2 separate regions of the Rattus norvegicus genome follow, and region 2 is linked to region 1. Evidence: chromatin contacts called from public Hi-C data. All regions are on one chromosome and are shown on one strand. The core of a region is the stretch at or near the end of the contact, and the rest is flanking DNA. Distances in the headings are between cores, read along the strand shown.

Region 1 (6,844 bases), core at 1,392-3,891:
CTTCCGGAAGCCAGGGATGCCTGCCACGAGCATCACATGACTAAATTCTTTTTCACACTGGTTTGTTTGGCAGGGCCCAACAGGACATTCCTAGTGTTTTAAAAATGTTATAATCCCAACGAGGGAGTCTACTTATGCTAAGAAGAAATAAGTATAGTGAAAGAAATCTGAGTTAAAAGTTTTATTCATTCAACATCTCACATTACAAATATTTAAAAATTATATGCATACTGGTATAAATAGTCATTTGCAAACTATTTAATAACATTAATTTTCCACTAGCACTTCAACAAATGAACTCTTTTAAAAAAGGAACTGTGTTATATAACTTAAGAGTAGAACATACAAAAATAGGAACTTAAGGTGAAAATGACTTTAATAAAAAAATGAATTACCCTTATTTAAAATGCTAGAATAAATACTACAACCTCCCCATACACAGTAAAAACTATATGGAAATTCAGCCAAGTAGTACAATTAACTGACACACTTAAATAACGCTGCCTTCTGATAGTGTGAGCAATACACTGGGAAATTAGGGAGCAGTAAAAACCAGACACCCACTTGCTAAAAGTTTCACTTCCAAAAAATATAACAAAAATCTGATGAAATTATAAAAACTAATTATACTTTAAATTTTAAAAATATAAAAAATAAAACAGTTGAATACAATATTGTCCCAATTCTTACAATGCTATCAATCACAGTAGCTTTAAAATAAGATAATAAAATAAAGCAAATGACCAAAACCTCTTTTATTCCATTTTTAAAAATAATCTCAAATTTACATTAGTAGAAAGATTGATTTCTGATTCTTTTCTTTAGAAACACCAGCAAGAAAGAGGATTACTCTTAACAGTAGAAAATGACATTTTTTAATGTCTGCAATTAAAAACAAAGAATTACACTGCAAAGATCTTCCAAAGTGTGAGATAAGTATTGCACATAACTGGAGTGAGCTCGCCACAATTCATCACATTCAAGTTTTAAATCACCTTTTAACAGAAGATTCGACTCTTCAAAACAAAAGGGGTGAATTATCAAGTCTTTCCAACAGCACTCTCATAAAATGCTAAGTTCATTCACTGCAAGTTTTATTTTGCATTCTGCAGAGGTCTGTGTATGGAGAAGTAAATATATTATACCAAAGCCAGGGGATGGGGATGGGGTGGGGGGTCCTTTACATAGAAAATAATCAGAAACACTTTATTTTACATTGCAAAAATAACCATGTAATTACTCTGTAACTACATTGTAAATACATGGCTGGTGCCATGCTAGTGCGCTAGAACTACATGCTTGGTAAATTGAAGTGATACCCTAAAACCTGTAAACTAATTACATGTTAATAATGTTTGAGTTACATGGTAACTCCCAACTACAATCCCATGTAATCTGAAGGACATGTAATCATAAAGTTCAGAGTAATAGATAATCATTGTTTATGCCCTGTAAAGAAGTGAACCAATCATCTGTAAACACGCTTGTCACACAATCACAAGGAAATATTAGCAGAATAACAATTTCTTACATTAGTCATGCATACTAACATTACACACCTGTCCTGTGCCAGGCGATCTCGTTTTATTATATAGAATTTAAAAGAGCAGACATCTCTGAATCAAACAGGTAACATCAATTAATTAAGATTAAAAATGATTAAACATTCACCCAAAATGTCTGCATTTTATGAATAATTTAAAAAACTTAGTAAGAAGCTGTAGACAATTTTGTGGTTTTAAATTTCTATCCTATGGTTATGCAGTTAATCTCTTTTTGAGGAACTACAGTGTTATCTTGTCATTTTCATGCGAATTTTTTCCATTAATTTGTGACTTTACATAGACTATTTCTTAAATTATAGGTACACCAGTAGCTGGTGCTGGGGAAGGATGTTTAAGCAACATGCTTTCTCTTCTCTGCAGACTCTAAAATAGCATTGCCAGTGCACAACATTCATAATTTAAAATGTATGCAGAGCACTGAAATGTATAAAAAGCAGAATATAAGAAAATAAAATTTATTAAAATTATTTATATTAAAAAATGAAGTATATGAAGATCTCTCAGTAATAAAAGTACAAAAAGCTACTCTTTGCAATATGAAAAATTGAGGTATTGCATAAAGAGATATCCCGTCAGTGAAAAGTGTGCCTAAAAATGTTCACTGTTGGAAAAACAAGATATACAAAGGTAGTGCATAACAAATATACATCATGTGCATGACAAAATAAGTCAGCTACAAAACACTGTACCGAAATTCAGCAGGTCATGTACAAAGGGAAAAGTATTATTCAAAGCTAGTCCTCAAGCAGTGATATTTCTTGTTAACTCATCACACCTGTTTACTGAGTAGGAACAGCACGATAGCACACCCCAAGCCACCTACAAGCATTAAAGGAAGAAAGAGGCAAATGAACATTCCAATTAGAATCGCGTAGTTCAGGAGAAAGGAAGAAACGTCCCTGACCAGCTACGAGAGAGACAGCGCCTCCACCCCAGCTGCTTCGCTGTTCTGTTAGCAGGGTGCTCCTGCGAACAGTGCTCCCTCTTTCTTTGTTGGACTCTTAGACAGCAAGTGCCTCCCCCATTTTGACCTTTGGAACGTAACGGGTGTAGCTCATTCAAGCCTGTGTTAAGAATCAAGGGCTGCTTTTCCTGCAGACAGCACTGCGGGCAAGTCTTTGGTTCTGAAGGATCCAGGATGGTACTGTTAGGCAGCACAGCTAGCAAGACTGCACTTAGACTGTTGCTCACTGTGAATGCTTTGCACACTGATGTAATCCTTTGAACTACGGTAGGGCATTACGAAGAGAATGTCAATTAAACCAAAAGTCACTTCCATGACCAGGGCTTCAAGAGACGGCTTTACATTAGCCCCCGAAGCAGACTGTTCAGACATAAGAACATCTTTCAAAGCTAGGGTTGTCTTTATAATAAGCATGCATTACTTGATGAAGTTGGCACTTCAAACACTATGTCCCATGCTAAGTTCGGAAAGTGTATGTTATTGTACCTTATAGGAAGAGCAAGATAAACATACGGACTTTTGCACAGATTTACACAATTACTTAGTTCAACAGTGCAAAACACTTTGCAACTACTTGACTTTTTTTTTTAACCTTTCCCCCCCACATTTTCTATGTTACAACTAAATTACAGGATTCCAAAGTAACTTCAAATGGAAAACGAGGCCAATGGGCAGCTGGTCTGTATGTTGTTTTGAATCTTCCAGTTTTGGCTACAAGTGTAGTGTAACACGAAGTCAAAAACGATATCCTTGAGGTATGTCTACATGTGTTGTTTTTAATGTCAAAATGGAGAGCAAAGGCTGACACCTGATGACTGTTAGTAAATTAGGATATAGAGTTTATATATAACAACAAAAATAAAATTTATGTATTTGTTCTTCTGTTTTCCCACCAGACATCATTAATTCTAGCTTTGGTAGGTTTCCTGGGGCTGTGATTAGGAAGTCAGTTAAATAAATAAGCACACTCCCCTCAGTAGTAAAGTCACCCAATTCTTACATTCGGAATTTTAACAATTATGTCAAAGAAAATAAACTCAGCTGGCCTACTTTATTTTTTCTGATGTATGAAGGCATTTGAGGCATGGTCAAGCTATACTCGGCCTCAAAGCTCTGACGGTTACGCTGCTCAGTCTTACTCATGCATTCGCTCGCTCTGACATACTCTTTCCTGTTAATAACTGCTAACTTCCTCCACTGCTGTTACAGAATAGAAAGGGACAGAAGAGAGAGAAAGAGAGAAGGAATGAAAGAAAAGAAACAAGAGCCCTTCCCTGGGGAGACTGTGTCAGAACAGACAATAGTGTTACTGTTGGTGGTTATCGCAGTAAAGTTTTCTTATATCATTACCAGCAATTAAAACCCCAAAAATATTGTCTCATTTCTCTGTTAATATTTCTCTCCTCTAAGAAAATGCTACAGCAAGTTTGGATCCTCTTGGCCTCCAGCAAAACAAGAGAATTCAAACTTGCATGCAACATAATGGCAATGTGAAAATGGAGTTGGAACATACTGTTTGCAGTGACACGAGAGTCTACAAAAGACCTATGTTGTAGGTTGTTCTTTTCATTCTACGGCTGTTAGTTACACACTGCTGCACAGGCCATGCCAGCGTGAAGAGGCTGAGGAAGAGTCGGAATTAACAGAAGAGGGCACGCACTTCTTCTGAGGCCTGCAAAGGAGCCCTGGAGTCGTTCGCTCTTCAGTTCCAGCGGAATGAGATATGCCGAGGGCGGTCGCCACCTTCCTTCACCAGGGGCTTGTGGAATTCTCTGCCAGCACGAGAGTGAATAGCAGCCCAGCAATATTCACAGTAATACTGCAGACAGGTAACATTAGCACAGAAAAATGGAGCAAATTTCCCCCCGCAACGGGCCCCCTGACATTCATCACACAGCTGGTCGTCCAAGACATATGGCTTAACCTCCACCTGCATTGGAGAGAGAAAGGGGAGTTGGCACTTCAGAACCACGTGCGTGCACACTCTCATGCTGTGCTCGACCTTCCTGTGCCAAGGCGCCACGGGAAGGAGCAGTGATGCACCTCACTCACAGCAACGAAGATCCGCCATTTCAAATAGCTTTTCCTAAGATAGTTACACCTACCATTTAACATGCTTATCATGTTAAAATAAAGTCTCAAACAAAAAAAGGCAAAAGAATTTTATCAGAAACTATCATTACTGAAATTATAATTTAAGCAAAACCATCTATGCACTTCCTTCTTTCACAAAATGTGTACTGCGAGGTTCAATGGCAAGGAGATGCCTGATGTCTGCCTCGGAAACGTCTGAGTGGTTGCTGGGCCTGGCTGGTGGTTTAAGTGTGTACATCTTAGGTTGCAAACACAGGGCTGGAGTCTGGTACAACATGATGGGGCTCCCTTTTCCCTTTTAATGAGTAGGCTACTTGAATCTAAAAGTGAGGGGTGACTTTCCGGCACTGGGCCTGAACCAGTGTTCAATAGGCCAGCTGTTATCTGAGTCTTTTGGGCATTAGAGTGACCTGGTCATTACCTCACCAGCTACAAAAGATTGGCAACGCTTGGTCTTGGGAGACTCCTGGATGAAACCTCCTAGGACTTGTTTAGATGAGGAAGGGTAGCTAGGCTTTAAGTCTCACATTGCAGAGGATCTGGAGAGGGGCTAAACATTGACCCAGGGATTTCACTGTAGAAAACCAAAAGTAAGCATTTCTAATGATGCCCTCCCAGCTCTGAAGCACACACTGACAGGGAGTGTGACTGGAAAGCAGGAGGCATGTGACTATGCTACAACGAATCCCACACCAGTCACTTGTAGCTATAGCACAAGCTTCCTCTGTATCCATATCAGGGAACGACCACAGACATTGAGCACACATGACCTGAAACAAGGAGTATAAAACACCACTGGCTCATGCTAACAGCTCAGACTGAAAACAGCACAGTAAAAACCAACCAACAAAGACTGCAGAGTACAGTGCACCATGTTGGCTGCCAGTATCAGTCCCAAGGGGAGTGCCAGTGTACATTAAACACAGGTCTTACATTAGATGGTGTACCATTTCTAGAACTTTCCAGACACATCCAGAACTTACCCGTTTATCTATCTCTCCATGCTGCAGCTGAACAAAGCGAGCACTGATAGCAGCTATGTAACTCTGTTGATTAGAAAACGCTACTCGTCCAGCTCCTTTTGGGTATTTGAGCTCTGGGTCAGTATCGATTCCAGCATAGCAGACGCCTCCATACAGCCGGTCCATTATCATTGCAAGCTCCACTAGAAAGAAAGGGGCAGAGACACTTACAATCAGGCTCATCTGGCTTACCTAACGCTTCACCAAAAACATTATGTGAGCTCTGAGTGTGTATCATTAGTCATTAAATCCAAATCATTATTATAGTAATTTTCTGCTGGGTGACTGTTTGAACTGCAAGCTGGCTGGTTTACAATGTGCTTTCTTAATTTTCACAACCCATGAAATAGCTAGTAATTTTCTGAGAAAACTGAGGCTCCAAGATGAAGGGTCTGTCCAGGTGACAGGCCTAGGTCTGGCACCTAGGTTTGTCTGCTTTGGCCTGCTGTCATATCTGTACTGGTTTGCAAGGAATTGATTCCTATAAATTGAACATGAGAAGGCTAACTGGGAGGTTCTATGGAGGCCCTCTGCCCTCCTCACCATCGGAGCTGTGCCTTTGTTTACACATAGCTGTTCACTAGCACAGCTTGCACTGGCTGCTCTTTCGGAGAACCTACGTTTTATTCCCAACACCCACGTGGCAGCTCACAACTGTGCAGTCCAGGAGCATCCAAAGCCCTCTTCTGGTCTCTAGGGTCACTGTACACACACCGTACACACATGGTGCACAGACATACAAGCAAGCAAAACACTCATATGCATAAGATAGAAATAAACAAAATCTTTAAAGAAAAGGTACCTGGCATGGGTGGACAGCACTTCTGCCAGAAGATAATTTCTAATAAATGAAAATTCAGTGCCAGGTGTGGAAAAGCTCCCTATGAGTTACTGATGATAAGAGGTCCAATAAACAATAGACAATAGCCACTGTTCCTGAGCTGTCCACATAAATAGACAGTAACCTTTATTGCTGAAGTGACAACACACTGGCTAGTTTTCATAGTACTAGAGAGTGCTGAGGGCTGATGGGAGAAACAGCCATCAATGGTATCACACAGCAGTGAACCCTGGACACTACAGCACCAATCTGTCAGACAGCACGTGCTCACTGGTGCCCAGTTGTAGTACGAGGGTAAGGGGATAACCAACTGCTTTGGGATTGGATTTGATTCCGTTTGCACAGGAGGGAATTCATG
Region 2 (6,564 bases), core at 3-2,502, 270 kb after region 1:
TATGGTTCGGGGAATGGGGGTGCTTCTGCAGGCCCATGCTTGAAACATCCCTTCCCCCTGAGGGACCAGCCACATGAAGGTATAGTATAGAATAGAGTTTATTTAGGGCATGGGGAGGGGAGTTGAGGGAGGAAAGGCAGAGGGGGAGAGAGGGAGAGAGGGAGAGAGGGAGAGAGGGAGAGAGGGAGAGAGGGAGAGAGGGAGAGAGGGAGAGAGAGAGAGAGAGAGAGAGAGAGAGAGAGAGAGAGAGAGGAAGAAGAAAGAAGAAAGGGAGGAGGAGAAGAAGAGGAGGAGGAGGGGGAGGAGGAGGAGAGGAGGGTTGGGGAGAGGCTGGCCATGTGCACATGGAGAAAGGGGAGAGAGGATAGGGAGACAGGAAGAAGAGGGTAAGGGGAACAAGAGGAGAAGAGGAGAGAGGAGGGGGCAAGCAGCTCCTTTTTTATAGTGAGTCAGGCACACCTGGCTCTTGCCAGGTGACTGTGGGGCGGAGCCTAGAAGGAACGCCAACAGGTGTGGTTGGGGGCATAGGGGTGAAGATGGCCAATCAGCCTATAAATTATCCACTTCCAGTCACAACGATTGCTATAAGAATCTGGTTCAACAATAGACCAAATTAGGCCTGGAGCTAGAAAAGTTTTTGTGAGGAAAGAATAAGATGTGATGTACCTAAAATGTGACTTATAAGAAGGGCAACACCCCCCCCCCAGGCCTCCCTCTGGGGGTGGGGGGCCAGGGTTGAACTCTCTCACGGGACTTCCTTAGAGCCAAACAGGAGAGGTCAGCGTGGGACAGGAGTAGAAATAAATTTGATATCCCAAAGGGTTGTAACCTATCGTGAGAGACTGTGATCAGCTTAACCTTTGAGACTGGCTGGGCCAATATGAACTCCTCCACCGCCCCTCCCTGACACACAAAAAGTAAAATTAGTTTTATCAAAATAACAAAAATATTAACCCATTGTTAACCACATTTCCCAGATCATATTACTCAAGGAGGTCGTGGGGATGACCTCCTTTTGTTGTCAAAAGCACAGGCTGCCAGGCATAGAAACAGAGTTGCTGAATCACAGTCGCTAAATGATACGCTCCTAATCTTTCAATCAGTTCTGCAAGTGACTGTCGCCCACTGTAGGGAGGTCTGATTTCTGAGGGCTGCAGTGACTGAATAGGTTCTGAGCCTACAATTCCCATGCTGTCTCGCAAACTAGCGCGAGCGAGCCAATAGCCTGCCGGGAGTTGTAGTTTCCAACGGCCAGACACAGGCTATAAGAACATGGGCGATGGCTCCAGGAAACCAACCGTCCCACAATGCAAAGGTCGTTGGTGACGCTATTAGACGAGCGCCAGCAGCGCGGCCAGCGGGGAGCGCCGTGGTCCTCGCCGCCTCCCACCCTGCCGCCTCCGTCGCCGCCACCTCCGTGGGGCCCTCCGTGTCTGCGCAGCGCGGCCCACGGCTCCCGGAGGAGCAGCCGAGCACGGGGTCGGGCACGGGGCGCAGCCATGGCGGACAGTGCGGGAGCAGGTGCGGCGGGCCAGGCCTCGGGACCAGCGGGGGGCTCGAGTGGGGCGGGCGGCACGGTCAACCCCGCTTCGCTGCCTCCGGGAGACCCGCAGCTCATCGCTCTTATAGTGGAGCAGCTCAAGAGCCGTGGCCTGTTTGATAGCTTCCGCCGGGACTGCCTGGCCGACGTGGACACTAAGGTACCCGGGCTGCGGGGGACCGAGGGGGGCGGTCCACCTCGCCTCTTTGACGTGCCAGAGCCCGGAGTAAAACAAAAGGCACCTCCGGAGCCTGGAGGGACGCGCGGCGCGGGCCAGTACCGGTGACTTCTGTGGTGCACACACGACACCTGGACACTTAACCAGCTGTGATTTTTAATTTTTTTTTTAATTTTTATTTTAGTTCAGTCGCCTTTCTGAACTTAATGATTCTTTTATGGCTGCACACGTATATCCACTTCATACCCAAGGAACTCGCGTTTTACAACACTCGGGAAAGGCAGCGTACTTTAGAAGCTCTGCCCATTCTCTTGTTCACCACCCGGGAGGTGATTTTAAGCACCGGCTGGATTGGATAACACGTTAATAGCTATTCCCTTTCCTAACTGAATCATTTGCAGATTTGTATGAGGTCAAATTGGGATAAGCAGTAGAATCAGCACCTTATTTTATTCTGTTTAACTAATTTAAATGGAGTTAATGGCTATGTTAGATCCAGTGCCAAAGGCCAGTCTCTACAGCTAAAAATACCCTAATTCACCTCACTTGGAAACTTTGGAATGTGTGTCACGAGGCAGGTATATAGTAGTACCAAAACATTCCTTTTCCCTTTACAAAATTTGTTTGCCAAGATTAAGGTGGTGGAGTTACAAGTCTCTTTGCTGACTGAGAGGCTCCACAGGGTAGCCGTTGCCGTTGCTCAGGTTGCTCCTCGTGGTGTTCAGGCTGTGAGTCACCCAGGCAAGCGGGTTCAGTAGCCTCAGCTGTCAGCTGCAGGCTGCCTGGGCCTGTGCTATGTCTTTGATATGGGGTAAAGTCTGCCCTATATATACACATCTTAGGCCACAGTCTGCACAGGTAGGCCATCCTTCCTACCTCCACATTCTCGTAGAGAGAGACCAGAGCCATGCAGACACTGGCATGCTCTTTAGCAAGGATGGGCTGAAGAAGCGTTGTCTGCCTCCGGTTGGAGAGCAGGAGGCCAGGGGCTCGGAACAGTCCTTGTACTCACAAGGTAATTTCCTAGTCTTGTTCTCAAGCTCTGAGGAGGAGGATTCAGAGTAAGCGCCTCAGGCTCCTTTGAGGGTCACACACAGCTTTGCCTGGAAACTCTTCGCAGAGTAGCTTGGCTGTTGCTGTCATATGACTCCTGCTGAGGCTTGGATGGCTGTTTTCGTTTGGAGGGGGCCTTCCTTGGTGAACATCCTCTGTGAGTCAAGCAGACAGGAATGTTTGCATTTTAGAGACGGGAATTACTGAAAGTCCTGTGACTCGTAAAAAGTCAGTGCTTGGCCTAGAACCGTGTTCCTTCCAGAAACAGCTTGCATCTGTCCTTGGACACATGGAAGGAGAGGGTTTACTCCTTTAAGCCTGAAAGTCTAATGTCTAAATGAGGGCAGCATAATACTAATAGGCTCTCCCATGTGGGGTTTCTTTAAAAGCAGATTGACTTAGAGGCTGGAGAGAGAGCTCAGAGGTTAAGAGCACTGACTGCTCTTACAGAGGCCTTGATTCAATCCCCAGCAACCACATGGTGGCTCACAACCATCTGTAATGAGATCTGGTATCCTCTTCTGGCCTGCAGGCATACACACATTGTATACTTAATAAGCATAATAAATGTGTCTTTTTTTAAAAGTAGATTGACTTATATAGGCAGTGCCCTGCACTGTGCCCAGCCACTGCAAGACAGATAACCCTGCTGGCTGTTGATTCATAGCTGCTGTACTGCAGGTCAACTCTGAGGTCAGGTGGGAGCATGCTTAAAGAAGATGTGTTTCTATGAAAAGCAGTTTCCTGAATGGCTCGGTGCCATGACATTGGCACACACACTAACGTGGTCTCTTCTGAATGAATGTCTTAGCCAGCTTACCAGAACCTGAGGCAGAAGGTGGATAATTTTGTATCGACACATCTGGACAAACAGGAATGGAATCCTGCAATGAACAAGAACCAGCTGCGAAATGGGCTGAGGCAGAGCGTGGTTCAGTAAGTAAAGGTAGAGGCCCCAGCATGAATGCCACACAGGCTGGCCACAGTTCATGGAGGGCCTGGTCTGTGGTGCTTTGTAGCATCTGCTGTCTCGTGCATGAGTGAGGTCATGAGCAGAGCCCTGGGGTACCTGCTGCTCACTCTGGGCTGCTCCTAGGTGCCTGCCCTCAGAGGCGACTCAGGAAGGTCTGGATTCCAGGCTTGCTCTTCGCTCTCTGAAGCTTTCAGTGTGATCTGAACCTAAGAGTGTTTATACCAAGATGCCAGTGTGAGAGTGTGCAAAGTGAGCTCTGGATGTTCTATGACTGCGGCTGCTAAAGCATGGTGACACTCTCAGTCCTGTAAGGTTTGTTCTTTACAGAAACAAACTGAGCCTTTGTTAGGAGGTCCTGTAGCACACTCCCAGGAGTGGCCTCATTGTTACTGGCACGGTGGGGTGGGTCGTGGATTCCAAGGTAAATTTTTTTCTGTTCTGTCAGAATCCATTTTGGCTTTTAGCAACTAGGGCTTATGTTTGGCACTATTTAATCCACTAAACTGTTGAATAAAAGCTTATGAAGCAGGACTGTGAAAATAGAAACATCAGGGAATTGTGGTGAGAAAAGCAAATCTTGGAAAACTGAGGTATGAGTGCACTTGGTAATAGTTCAGAGATGTGTGGCCAGATGTGGCTGCCAAAGACATGTAGGGAGTTGGGCTGGGAGAGCCAAGCACAGGCTCTTAGCTGTGCTGGCGCATGCCCTAAGAAACCCACACAGTAAAGTTGTGCTGCCCCCCAGAGGCCTTTATGATAGAGGCTGGTCCCCAGCATTGTTGAGGTGATGGGAGCTGGTAGAAGATGTTGAGATCATGGGGCCTTCACCCCTTTGGCACTGAATTGGTTCTTTGAGAATCAGTTGTTGAGTTTAGCTAAATGTGATGCTACACTTCTGTCATCCCAGCACTGAGGCCGAGGCAGGAAGGTTAGGAGAACCAGGCAGGTTTGGTTATGTAATGAGTCCAGACCGGCCTTAGCTGTACAGTGAGACTTTCCTAGAGAAGGAAAGAAAATAAAAAGTCGGTGAGTTAAGCTGCTTTTCTCACTAGGCAGTGTGGCTTGGCATGTATGTGGTCAGCATCACGTTGTAATAGATAGGGACTTGAGAGACTCTGGGAGGCACGTTGCTGTTCACACCTTCTAGTCACTAGCATGGTGTATACCTCTTTCTACATACCCATTTCTACATGTGTGTTCAGCAACACAGAGAAGGCTGGTTAATGCAGGTCGTGTACTACAGTCTGGGTACTGGCACCATCTTCCTAGTGTTGATACTGTAGTGTGTCGTTCAGGGCACTAACACCAGACGTGTAAGGATAGGACGTATGAGCCTCTATATTTCCTTGAAACTTTTGACTATACAGTGATTTTGAAGTTTAAAAGAGTTTAAAAAGAAAAGGTTTTTTGCTGACAATCTAGTACTTATGTGGGCTCATGGCCACTGAAATTGGAATTTTGTAAATAAAGAAAATTACCACCCATGTAAAGTCCTCTGTGTGTGGGGGGTGTGGCATCTAAAGCTGCTGGTGCTGTCTTCCTGGTGTGCATGGTATTGCTCCCTTTCCCGGGTCAGCTGTGGTGGCTCAGAGGTCTCAAAAAGTAGCGATCCAAAGCTACCCTATACTGAGCGGCTACACACTGTGTGTCCAATCTTATGCATCTTACCAGTTATTGAAAATGTCTGTTTTCCGGACTGTCTTGGATGTTTGCATTGCTGCTGGAAGCCGCTTCTGTTGTGGCTGCTCAGTATAAAAGCTGAAGAAAATGGAGGCAAACCCAAGTGTGCGCTGCCTTTGACATTGTGACTGCGGCTTTCACTCCACACCTGTGGCCGGGCTTGCTCTTGACGTGAGTCAAGCATGGCCTCTGGGGCAGTCTGCTCTGATTGTCTGGTTCCTTTGTACAGAGTTGGGGCTGCATTGGGGTGGCAGGTAGCCGTCAGTTGTGAACCCCTTCAAACGAAAGGCCAGTGGACTAAACTTGGGGAAATGGATGTTCGCTGGACTCTCTAATGGCACTCGGGACATGTCAGTGCAAAGGAGAAATCTCGGGAACTGAATCACAGTGGTCTGCTTTATCTCCACAGGTCAGGCATGTTGGAAGCGGGAGTGGACAGGATCATTTCTCAAGTGGTCGACCCCAAACTAAACCACATCTTCAGGCCACAGATAGAGCGAGCAATCCACGAGTTCCTGGCCGCCCAGAAAAAAGAAGCTGTGCCAGCTCCCCCTCCAGAACCTGAAGGCCAGGATCCTCCAGCGCCATCCCAAGATGCTTCCTAAGGTTTGGCGCACCATTTGTCCTCTCTGCCTGTGTGTGAAATGGTTAGGAATGGGCTGAGTGTGACTAGAAATCATGTTTCACACCCATTCAGAAGAGGGCTGGAGTGGAGCTCACCCGCCGGGAGCCATCACCACTCACATGCTCCTGGGTGTACTCTGTACCAGCAGAGCCAAGCATCCAAGTCAAGAGGAAACCTCATCAGCTGAGGCAGCTGGTCTACCCGGGGGACTCGTGTGGCGTCCTCTCTGAAACTGCTCACTCGTGGCTCTGACACTGGTTGACATTTATGGTTTTCACATGAAGTCAAGCAGCATTTCCCAGTGCTATCTCAAGTGAGACATTCTCGATGAGCTCTGCACATCCATGTTGTCTCTCAGTTACTATGCAGTTCTCTTCCCTTTACCTCCGGTTTGGGAGTTCATCTAACTAAAGATTAGCTGGAGATTCATTCCTGCCAGGTCGTGTGTTATATGGGGAGATGGCCAGCAGGTAGAGGAAAGCCACTGTCTGAGCAGCAGACCCCTCCCTCACCTG

Evidence for each region. A called contact is a pair of places that touch in the nucleus more often than the background predicts.
Region 2: a Hi-C map of kidney shows a contact between it and region 1, with 5 times the contacts expected there. The contact joins the promoter of Bod1 here to the enhancer-like site in region 1. A contact is called at or near these places in 12 of 12 Hi-C or Micro-C datasets (the A7r5 cell line, the Rat2 cell line, Schwann cells and 7 more) and 1 of 1 datasets of contacts at active chromatin or transcription factors (oligodendrocytes).

The regions. Positions count from the first base shown.
Region 1 is chr10:16,222,105-16,228,948 of GRCr8, forward strand. Cpeb4 (cytoplasmic polyadenylation element binding protein 4) reads right to left here. Exons shown (of 9, transcript NM_001106992.1): 8 at 5,607-5,788; 9 at 3,568-4,459. The coding sequence ends at 4,232. Among named protein-coding and RNA genes, the nearest start is that of C10h5orf47, 27 kb to the left of the region's middle. Within about 2 kb of position 2,642, at least 2 of the 93 cell types and tissues checked have an H3K27ac peak or open chromatin away from gene starts, as enhancers often do. A contact at or near this core is called in kidney, where this site is marked.
Region 2 is chr10:16,496,666-16,503,229 of GRCr8, forward strand. It overlaps Bod1 (biorientation of chromosomes in cell division 1), which reads left to right and starts at 1,253. Exons shown (of 4, transcript NM_001013854.1): 1 at 1,253-1,700; 2 at 3,583-3,707; 3 at 5,834-6,030. The coding sequence starts at 1,308. The coding sequence ends at 6,029.